Regions from separate parts of the Mus musculus genome. Here region 2 is linked to region 1. The links are chromatin contacts, called in public Hi-C maps. All regions are on one chromosome and are shown on one strand. Each heading gives the region's core, a stretch centred on a gene start, on an enhancer-like site or on the middle of the called end of the contact. The rest is flanking DNA. Distances are from core to core; before and after follow the strand shown.

The links. A called contact is a pair of places that touch in the nucleus more often than the background predicts.
Region 2: a contact with region 1 is called in a Hi-C map of cortical neurons, with 4 times the contacts expected there. The contact joins two enhancer-like sites. A contact is called at or near these places in 1 of 39 promoter capture datasets (hippocampal neurons), 1 of 15 datasets of contacts at CTCF or cohesin (the NIH/3T3 cell line), 8 of 484 Hi-C or Micro-C datasets (the C3H10T1/2 cell line, cerebral cortex, cortical neurons and 3 more) and 1 of 9 other capture datasets (embryonic stem cells).

Annotation. Positions count from the first base shown.
Region 1 is chr9:62,551,274-62,556,857 of GRCm38.p6, forward strand. No RefSeq gene overlaps it. Among named protein-coding and RNA genes, the nearest start is that of Gm39352, 13 kb to the left of the region's middle. Within about 2 kb of position 3,493, at least 30 of the 459 cell types and tissues checked have an H3K27ac peak or open chromatin away from gene starts, as enhancers often do. A contact at or near this core is called in cortical neurons, where this site is marked.
Region 2 is chr9:62,756,325-62,761,908 of GRCm38.p6, forward strand. It overlaps Itga11 (integrin alpha 11), which reads left to right. Exons shown (of 30, transcript NM_176922.5): 15 at 1,281-1,411; 16 at 3,964-4,130; 17 at 5,207-5,349. Among named protein-coding and RNA genes, the nearest start is that of Fem1b, 53 kb to the right of the region's middle. Within about 2 kb of position 2,142, at least 13 of the 459 cell types and tissues checked have an H3K27ac peak or open chromatin away from gene starts, as enhancers often do. A contact at or near this core is called in cortical neurons, where this site is marked.

The sequences.
Region 1 (5,584 bases), core at 2,243-4,742:
GCCCACTGTTCAGATCCTCTGCCCGCCAGTGGGGTGGGCCTGGGAGTCTCCATTGGACACTCAACTCTTGTCACTGGGGTGTGGGGTGTGGCAGTTTGGAGTCAGGCCTGGCTTTCGGTCCCAGCCCTGCCGTTTACTGGCTGGCATCTGATTTCAACAAGGATATTTTGGTTAACCAAATTTGTTTTCTATAGGTTGAAAGTTTGTCTGCTTATCGTAGAAAATGTGGTAAAATTCGGAAAAACCACAAAGGAACAAAACAAAAACAAACAAACAAACAAAAAAGACAAAAACACCAAAGCCTGGAAATGAGAGCGAGTTGAGGTTTCCTTCTACAACTTGTTTTTTAAGGTTTTTTGGTAAGGTTTTATTGTTCATTTCTTGGGGGTGTGGATCCTGCAAGAACTCACATCTTGGAGGTCAGAGGTCAACTCCTTGCATTCTGTGGTTTCCATCCCAGACGCCTCCCCAGGCTTGGCTGAAAGCGCCTGTCTGGTGAACCAACTGGACAGTGGCTTTGTTACAGTTGTCAGGGTTGAAATCAATACTGTGTGATATAAGGATGCAACATTGTAGATGCATCCTCCACTCACTACAGGTTTTTGTTTTTTTCCAAATCTCTCTTGTTTGTTAAGACAAGATGGCAGGCCATCTTCAAAGTCACCGTTTAAGCAAGGATGACCCTGAACAGAGCTATGCACCACCATGCCCACCTCAGACTCTTCTTTTTGGGGGTTCATAATATTCTTTTCTCTAAGCAGCTATAATAACCCTCAATGTTGCCCTGTTGTTAAATAAGTTGTTTCAGTTTTGGCAACTACAAACACTGCCCCATGTTCATCTCTGCACATAGATATTCTGTTCTGTTCTGTTCTGTTTTTTTGTTTGTTTGTTTTTTGTTTTGTTTTGTTTTGTTTTGACAGGGTTTCTCTGTGTAGCCCTGGCTGTCCAAGACTGGCTGTGTAGACCAGGCTGGCCTCCAACTCAGAGTTTTGCCTGCCTCTGCCTCCCAAGTGCTGAGATTAAAGGTGTGTGCCATCACACCTGCCTCTGTTTATTTCTTTAGGATATGTTGCAAACATTGAAACTACTGAGTAAAAGGAGTTTGTTTGTTTGTTTGTTTGTATACTTGAGACAGGACAAGACATGTCTTAGGGTTTTATTGCTATAAAGAGACACCATGACCAAGGCAGCTCTTATAAAGAACCACATCTAATTGGGGCTGGCTTACAGGTTCAGTCCATTATGGTCATGGTGGGAAACATGGCAGTGTGCAGGCAGGCATGGTGATGGAGAAGGAGCTGAGAGTTCTACATCTCGATCCGAAGGCAGCAGAAGGAAACCATGTGACTTCAACTAGCTTGAGCTCATATAACCCCAAAGCCTCCCTCCCAGTGACACAACTCCTCCAACGAGGTCACACCTTCTAATAGTGCCACTTCCTATGACCAAGCATTCAAAATGTCTGTGGGAGCCATACCTACTCAAACTATCACACAGCGTCTCACTCTATAGCCCCGGTTAGCCTAGAACTCACTGCTTAGACCAGGCTGACCACCAATTCACAAGGATCCACTTGCCTCCTCCTCTGCTGGGATTAAAGGTGTGTGCCCCTATACCTGGTGGGAGAGAGTACTTTCTTAGGGTGGAAAATTTTAAGTTACTGTCCAGTTTACCAGTTCACACCCCAGTGTTTTCACAGACGTACCCCCAGAGTTGGACGTGAGGATGTTGCCGGTACCCATCCTTCTTTGACCTGCCATACACCTGAGACTCTTGGTTTCCAGCTGGGTTCTGGTCATTTTCAGGCCTCACTGGCACCTCCAGCTCTCCTGGATATTGGACGACTGGAAGAAGGGTGGGAGGGTGGGCCACCAACGGATCCACGGTGTCCCCTTCCTCAGGCCAGGGTGGAGTCTGCCTAGGTTTTATAAAGAAATTGGAGTTGAGATGTTGAGAACACAGAGCTGCTTTCTAGGTCCCAGACAGGGCTGCTCTTCAGATATTCAGTCTCTGTCAGCTTCTGGAACCTTCTGGTTGGAACTGCAATAGGAGGTAACTGGGGTGGTGCCTCCGCAGAGGCACCCTAACAGCCACAGGCTCTCTGGGCAGCATCCTCTATCTAATTCCCAGTAAGTATTTCCCACCTCCTGGGGTTTTGCTCAGAGACACTGGGTTCCTTTCTACATCTGCCCCAGACTTCTGGCTCCCTACCACCGTATGGCCAATGGCGCCACCTACTGGCAAAACCAAAGCCCCAAATTACCTGTTCTTTCCTTGTCTTCCAAACAGTGGGATGGATGGAGTCAGTCCATAGTTCGCCCCAGTTCATCCCAGAGTCTAGCCTTTCCTGCTGCCCCTTCATCCCATCGCTGCTGTTCTCAACTCTCATGGGGACTATACTGCTTCCACAGTCCTTTCTGCTGAAGCCAGGGACCTCAGCATTGCAGTGTGACTCAGCCACCTCTCCCTGTGACCTTCAGTGGCTCCCTCTTGCTCCCTGGGACACCCGGTGTGATCCGGCCACTACCTTCCTCTCTCACAACTGCCAGCCTCTACCTCCTCTCCCTGTCTATCTCTCACGGCCTTGAGAAAGCACAGTGGACCAGAGCCAATCTCATCCTGGTCTTTGTCTAAGTAGGCTTCTCTGTCCCTTGAGGGACTCACCCCTAATTCTTTAGAGTTCTACCAGACATCACCTCCTCCAAGAAATTCTCCAACCCCTATTAGTTTTCTGTGGCAACTCTTCCCCCCACCCCTGTGGCCACTCTTACAAATGACCACAAATCTGATGCTTTGAAGTGAGACCACTGTATACTTTCTCAGCACTGAAGGTCAGAAGTCCAAAGCAGAGGGCTGTGGAGATGCTGCACTTTGTGGCCCTTCCTCACAGCGCTCCTGCCATGTGTTTCTACCACCCCATCTCCCTCTCTCTAGTTCTCTCTCTTTCTTGGAAGACCCATAGTTACATCCAGGGCCACCAAGATGATCTGGGTAACTCCCCACCACACAGTCCCTAATGTAGTCACAGCTGCACGTTCCCTTTGCCTCAGTGAGTACTGCTCAAAGTTCTGGAGAGGAGATCATGGCATCTTGGGAGTGTGTTACACGGCCCACCCCTTCCCCCTTTCCTCCCTCAGATGTGGAGGCCCACTCTTTTGTGACTCCATGGTTCTCTGGTCAAATGCATTCACAGTTACTTGTCTGACTACCCTGCTAGTTACTGCTTGAAACTGTGTGACCCTACCTGACTTCCCTGTGTCCTGGGACCTGGCTGAGTCCTTGCAGTGTAGGCACCATAGGGTGCATGTTTGTTGAGTGAATGAGAGTATGAACAGGAGTCTGGAGGCAAGCGGACTACCTGGATGTGCACAGCATATGCTTCTGTGCTGAAGGATGGTGCAGAAGGCAGGAGGTGCAGAGGGAAAGGGCTGTAACCTTGCTTGGGGCCCTCCCATATGTGCAGGAGGCCGTGTGAAACAGGGTGGGGGGAGGGGACACCCAGCCAGCTGGTGCCACCAGGACTGGAGCTCATAGGCACACTCTGCATACAGCCTCCCTCTGATGGGGCTGTTACCGAGGCAACAGAAGAAGTTGGTTGCCCAGCAACAATGCCCTGCTTCCCCCAATCCCTCTTATGGCTATTTCTTTCCCCTGGGAGGCTTGTACCCTCTCTAGATTGTGTTCCTGTTTAACAAAAATGGATGCCCTCTGTCCAAACTCCAAGTGCAGGAGACGAAAGGGCAATTTCATGAGACTGTGATGGTAGGGGTCATGGGTTAAGCATCAGAGTGAAAGGGAGTAGGAGTGGCCTAGGTGCAGAGATGGAAGACATTTGGGCCAATCTTTTTCCTGTATACTTTTTCCTTTCCCATTTGAACCAAGAAAAACTGGAAGGGGATCAATCTAGGAAGCAGGAGACCTGGGCCCATGGCCTGGACCAGACTCTGGCTTCTGGAACACATTGGTTAAATGACTTTGTTGAGTTCCCAGTATCCGGTTTGTGAGAAGAGAGCTTGGTCAACCTGATAACCAAGATCTCTCTGGACGCTAGTCAGCCTGGAGAGCACAGACAGCCTTTTTCTATGACTGGTCCTTGCCGCATCCCTACTTGGCCAGTCTTGTGGCATCCTAGTCCATGAAGCAAGGAGAAGGCAAGAATGTCCCCTGGACTCCAGCCTGATTCTTCTGAGAGGACTCCAGTCTATTCTGTCACAGCCAGTGGAAAGTATTGAGCACTTCTTGGTCTTAGTGACGCCCCCTCTGGAAAAGGAGAGTGCTATACTCTCTATAACTGCTTCCTGTCAGCTTTGCCCTCCCCTCCTCCCCAATCTACCCACCACAAACAACCCAATGGAAAACCTGCACAGAGAAACTGGTGGAAAGATTTGTTCTGAGACAGTACCACCTGCTGGCCTTTCTAGGAATGACAGATACTCCTCAGAAGATAGAGTAACTCCACACTCCTGACATAAGATGGGTGTTACAATGTAACTCCTTTTGCACCTGGAATTATTTCAATAAAAAAAAAGCCATATAAGATAAGTGCTATGGTATTCTGGTTTTATAGCTGATGGCGCTGAACTTCAGAGTATTAGGGACTCTGATTTGAGGGGGAAACTGAGGCAGACTCTCTTTTTAGTAAGAGGGCAGTTTTACTAGGGCAGTTTTTAATGACATAGTCGGTCGTAGTTCTGAAGAGAGTTCAGGCCCATGAGGTTGAGTGTGAGAGGTCCTCTCTTACAGGTTTCCAGGATGGGGCGGGTAGAGGTCTTACGTATTTGATGACTAGAGTCCTTCCCGAGTCGGGCTGTCTGATTCCCAGGCAGCGTGGGAAGAGGGAAAGAATCAGACCCTTAGTTACTGTGTGTCCATCATGTGGGATGAGCTACCTAAAGCCCCTGATGGCTCGAGATCTGGTAACCTGCACGAGGGTTGCATGGATTCAGCTGGGAATGTTAAATGGAGGACAAGGTGGAGGCCAAATGGAGACTTGCCTTTCCTCAGAAATGTTAGCATTGGAGAATGACCACACCACAGTCAGTCAGACATTTAAGTCACAATTCCACACAAAGAATTGAATTTACCACCTGTAGTGATTTGAATATGTTTGGCCCAGGGGGTGGCACTATTTGGAGGTGTGGCCTTGGCGTATATGTGTCACTGTGAGTGTGGGCTTTAAGACCCTCATCCTAGCTGCCTGGAAGTCAGTTTTCTGCTAGCAGCCTTCAGATGAAGACTTAGAACTCTCAGCTTTTCCTGTACCATGCCTGCCTGGATACTGCCATGCTCTCACCTTGATGATAATGAACTGAACCTCTGAACCTGTAAGCCAGCCCTAATTAAATGCTGTCCTCATAATAGTTGCTTTGGGCCAGGCGGTGGTGGCGCACGCCTTTAATCTCAGCACTTTGGAGGCAGAGACAGGAGGATTTCTGAGTTTGAGGCCAGCCTGGTCTACAGAGTGAGTTCCAGGACAGCCAGGGCTACACAGAGAAACCCTGTCTTGGGGGGGGGGGGGGGGAAAGAGTTGCTTTGGTCATGGTGTTCACAACAGTAAAACCGTAAGACACCACCCAAGTAA
Region 2 (5,584 bases), core at 892-3,391, 200 kb after region 1:
TTAGATTTATTTATTTTATGTATGAGTGATGTCTAAATGAATGCATGTGCCTGGTGCCCATGGGGGTGTTAGATTCCATGCAACTGGAGTTAGAAATGGCTATGGACTGTCATCTGAAAGATGGCTATGAAGTGCCATGTAGGTGCTGGAAATCAAATCTAGGTTCTCTGTCAGAAGAGCAAGTGTTCTAACCACTAAGCCATCCCTCCAACTCCACTTTCTCTCTTTTTCTGTTCTCTGTTTTCTTTTTTCTGTGTGTGTGTGTGTGTGTGTGTGTGTGTGTATGTGTGTGTGTGTGTGTGTGTGTGTGTGTGTGTGTGTATGTGTGCGCGCAGGAATGGAGTTTTTTGTTGTTTGTTTGTTTGTTTGAAGAAAGGTTGACTTACATGGCCCTTGCTGTCCTCAAACAGAGATCCACCTACCACCTCTGTACACACACACACACACACACACACACACACATCTCTCACACATACATGTCTGTTTTGTTTTGGGAACCCCGACTAATATTACCCAGGGCCAACTGTGTGACCATGGGAACTACATGTTGGAGCCTGGTGGTTCAACAGTGGATATGCAACTAAAAGACAATGAGTCCCTCTTTCCAAGAATCTATCAGTAGATAATAGTGCAGTGATAAAGGGTAGGCCCCTGAGACACCCCCCACACACACACATTCCCTGGCTGGTTGTTGTTAGAGCCCAGTGTAGGTACCTACAGTTGTGAGCTAATGATCTAAATGGTTGTATCTAGTCTCGAGAATTTGCCTACACATTTTATTAGTAAGGTAATCAAATAAATACACCCAGGTCAGAGATGACAGGGGATTTGTTATCTGCCAGGTAGTATACATTGACATGGAACAAGTACTTTATTTTATTTTTTACGGTGCTGAGGATCAGTGTTAGGGTCTTGCACCTTCCAGGTAAACACCACGCCACTCAGTTTCACCTTCAAGCCCTTGGTTGTTTTTTGTTTGTTTTGTTTGTTTTGTTTTGTTTTGTTTTGTTTTTGTTTTTGTTTTGTTTTTTGAGGCAAGGCCATGCCAGTCTTGAATTCATGATCAGAAATTTCTACCTCTAAAGTACTGGGATTGTAAGTGTGAGCCATCAAGCCTTGTTGGGTTATATTTTGAGACACATTTTCATCCAAAACAGTGACTTTAAAGGTAAGGATTTCCCAGGTGCCTCATCAGAGTCTCAGAGCTCAGGATTATGTCTGTCCCCGCTGGAGCTAACCTGGCTCACAGTACACACACCCTTTCTCTCTTGTCCCTGCAGAGAATAACAGCCTCGGAGCTGGCTCCTGGCCTGCAGCATTTTGGCTGCAGCATCCACGGACAACTGGACCTCAATGAGGATGGGCTTGTGGACCTAGCAGTGGGCGCCCTGGGCAACGCTGTGGTTTTGTGGTTGGTTCCCTACTTTTTCTAACTGGAGGGCTCTCCTGAGGGTTAACTGAATAGAGGGTTCCAAAGGTCTGCTGCAGGGTCTCTGCCTCTTGATTCTGACTACTGTCACCCAAATGAACCCTGAGCCCCTCCCAGCCCGTGTGGTCCTGGAGTCCTACTCTCTATCCTCGGTGGAGTTCTAAGACTGGAGATCACTTTCTGTTTCCAACCCTCAGAATTTTTCCTGAGCCCTGCTCCCTGCAGCTTCTGTCCCACTCCTGCCTCCCAGGCTACTTAGAGAACTTATTGAGCCCCTCCTAGAAGCATTCTCCTCCCCTCCTGTGCGGGAGAATGGATGTGGATTAGGGGGTTTCTTTCTCCCAACCCCTGGGTCTCATTTCCTTCTCATGTGTGGTTCCATATCAGTGTTTGAGAAAAGCCTATGCATCTTCTTGTGTGCTGCTACTTTTAGATGTAGTCCTGGTTAGCCTGGAACTCACTATGTAGACACGGCTGGTCTCGATCGAGCTCACAGAGATCTACCTGCCTCTGCTGAGATTAAAGACTGGCTGATTGGAGCTTTTTAAATATATGTTGCTGAGATTAAAGTCATCATTTAGGTTTTCTGCATTAACTTAAAAAGTGAAGAAGAAAGAAAAAGCAGCCAACTTTCCGTCACTCAGTGCTACTTTCAGGTCCTCCTGGCTGCACTTCCAGTCTTTCCCACTCAATTGTGCTCTGTGTATCTCCCACTCAACTTCACTCCAGAGCTCATTAGCCTTGCAGAGCCTGTGCCAACTGACTGCATCTGACTCTGAGCTGTAAAAGATGTCTGCAGGTGGTAGTGGTGCACGCAGATTAAAACTTGAGACACAGCTTTAGAGCATGTTCGTGTCTCGCTCAGTCTAGTGTGACCTGGGGTGCAGCCTGGGCATGGAGGCCTTTTCTGTTCCTTTGTAAACTCACTCTGAAGCCAAGGATGGCTGGAACTTCTGGTCCTCCTGCCTTTGTCTCCCCACCTCACCTTGTTTATTTGGTGCTGGATATCAAGAGCTTCCTGCACACCAGGCAAGCACTCTACCAACCGAGACTCTGTACCCAGCGTGGGGTTTGTTTCGCTCTCTTGCTTTTCTCTTTGCTTCGCTCAACTGTTCCTTCCAGATCTGGACCAGAAGGTTGCTCTTCAGTGATAGGTTCTGAGAGAGAGAGAACAAGATAAGGCAGGGGATCAGAAAATAAGGAGACAGGGAAGTTTGGGGTTGGGAGGTCTTGCACAAATGATATCTTTGTCAAGTGTCTTAGTTAGGGTTTTACTGCTGTGAACAGACAGCACGACCAAGGCAACTCTTATAAGGACAACATTTAATTGGGGCTGGTTTACAGGTTCAGAGGCTCAGTCCATTATCATCAAGGTGGGAGCACAGCAGTGTCCAGGCAGGCGTGGTGCTGGAAGAGTGGAGGAGCAGAGAGTTCCACTGTTTGTTCCAAAGGCAGTTAGGAGAAGACTGACTTCCAGGCAGCTAGGACACGAGAGTATTAAAGCCCACACCCACAGTGACACATCTACTCCAAAGAGGCCACATTTCCTACGAGTGCCGTTCCCTAGCCCAAGTACATACAAACCATCACACCAAGCAAGCTTATTTGGAAATATAGTGTTTTATATACTATTTTCAGGGAGAGATATGGAACAAAGTCATAAGGAACCATCATAAATGGGATGCATTCAGCGGGAAGCTGACCAAGCAAAGCTGCACAAAGGGAACGCTGGGTATCTCCAGAGCATCGCAGCACACAGCAGCCTAGGGACTGTTGACTCCAGTCTCTTCACGGGGAACAGCCAAGTTCCCAGGAACTGAAACCTTAACTCCTTCAAAGCTCTGGCCTCAGCCCCAGGCTGGCCTTGCCAAGTCTGCTCCTGAGCACAGGCACAGAGCTAGCCTTCTATCCTCTCAGGGGGGCTCTGAGAAAGCCTGGGTCAGTCCAGCTCCCAATACTTTCTTTCTTCTTTCTAATTCTTACTTTATGAATGTTTTGTCTGCACATCTGTCTGTGTACCACGTGCATCCTGATGCCCATGACGGCCAGAAGAGGGTGCCAGATCCTCCTAGAACTGTAGTTACAGGTGGTTGTGAGCTGCCACATATGTTGGCTCTGGAAAACAAATCCAGGTCTCTCTGAAAATGCACCCCTGAGCTATCTCCCCAGCCCCTCCCTCTAGTGGATTCAAGTATAAATCGGGCCTGCCAGGAAGGATGAAGGGAAGGCAGGAGTCCTCACCAGGAGATCAGGCTGTGCAGATCCCTGACCCTTTTCTCTCTCTCTCTCTCTCTCTCTCTCTCTCTCTCTCTCTCTCTCTCTCTCTCTCCCTCCCTCCCTCCCTCCCTCCCTCCCTCCCTCCCTCCCTCCCTCTCTTGTAGCTTCCTGAACTCTCTCTGTCCCGGCCATCACACTGCACCCTCTAGGCAGGTTTTATAGACTCCACTCCTGTCTGGATCTGTACCTCAGCCCCAGGGTTCCAGCCCCAGTCAGAACTCCAGCCCTGCCCTAGTTCACCTGCCTTTCTGTTCCAGGGCCCGCCCTGTAGTTCAAATCAACGCCAGCCTCCACTTTGAGCCTTCCAAGATCAACATCTTCCACAAGGACTGCAAGCGCAATGGCAGGGATGCCACCTGCCTGGCCGCCTTCCTCTGCTTCATACCCATCTTCCTGGCACCCCACTTCCAAACAGCAACCGTCGGTAAACAAGCCTCCCTAGGCGGTCAGCCAAGCTCCAGTCTCTCTGTGGGCCTCGAGATTGTTCTAGTTCTCAGTCTGGGGCTTTTCCAAAATGGGGTCTGAGTACCAGGTCACATCCTGAGACACCTTTGATGCCTGCTGGAGTCTCCTCTGATGCTCTCCTTTCAAGGGATTCCTGGCAGGGTCAAGAGTGGTAGTGGGCAGGGCTGATGGGAAAGGGCAGGGACAAAAGAACATCCCTTGGTTTTGAATGGGATGCAAAAGGCAGGCAGTAGAGTACAGAGAGGAGGCCAGGAGTCAGCCAGACTCAGGGAACCAACCTCGAGCCAGCCATGGGGTGAGCTGGGAACACAGTGTGTCACAGCTGCCATCAGGGAAGGGTCCTCTCCTTTTACCTCAGACTGGATTCAGGCACCCACTTCCTGGACCAGGCATCCCTGGAAGTGATGGATGCATTGGTGACCACAGGTCATGTCCCCTTCAGTGATGAGGCACAAGACCAAAGAGAAGTGGTGGGCAGAGGGCATAAGAGGACATGTCCCAGTCTAGTGGCTGTGTACTTTTCCTGCATGTTCCATCTGTAACAGGACACGAATTCAAAGACACAGCCACCAGAGGGCTGCATGGGGAACAGAAGGCACTTGGCCATTCTGTCAAACTTCTGTAAGCTAAAAGGAGGAAGGCTGAGGGCCTTAAGCCACAGAACACAGACAAGAACCTGAGAAGCATCCTCAGTATGAGTGAAGCCCCCAGGAGAAGGCCCAGAGCAACAGCGTGAGGCAGGGTGTCGGAGGAGAGCTGAGGAGGTCATTTGTGGGCAGAGCTGAGCAACACTGGCCTCACCCCAGTCCCTGTCCTTCTCCCAAGGCTTGTGTCCCTCTTCTGTCCTCCCTCCCTGCCTCTCACACATCTCCTCCTCTTCAGCCCCTTCTTCCTTACCACAGTTCTTGCTCCCATCGTGGAAGCTTCTGGTTCCCAGCTGCCTGTGAGGGATGGGGCTAGCCCAGAGGCTAAGCAGGTCGACAGTCTAGGATGTGGAGGAAGCCCAGCTTGGTCTTGCCTTCTCCCCACTTCCAGGCATCAGGTACAATGCAACCATGGATGAGAGGCGGTATATGCCGCGGGCACATCTGGACGAGGGCGGAGACCAGTTCACCAACAGAGCCGTCCTGCTCTCCTCTGGCCAGGAACACTGTCAAAGGATCAACTTCCATGTCCTGGTGAGCCCAGGAGCCCATGAGCAGGCCCTAAGCCCTACAAGAAGGGTACAGAGTAGAGAGACATCTGTAGAAGTGAGAGCCTCATGGGCATCAGGCTACTCCTGAGCCCTCCGTGGGTAGCCAGGAAGCAGCATGGCTCACCTTGGCCTCGGGCCCCAGATCAAAGTCCTCATGACTCTCCTACCCACCTGCCTTCCCAGCTGTTCCTCCCTAGAAGGAATGAAACCAGGGAAGT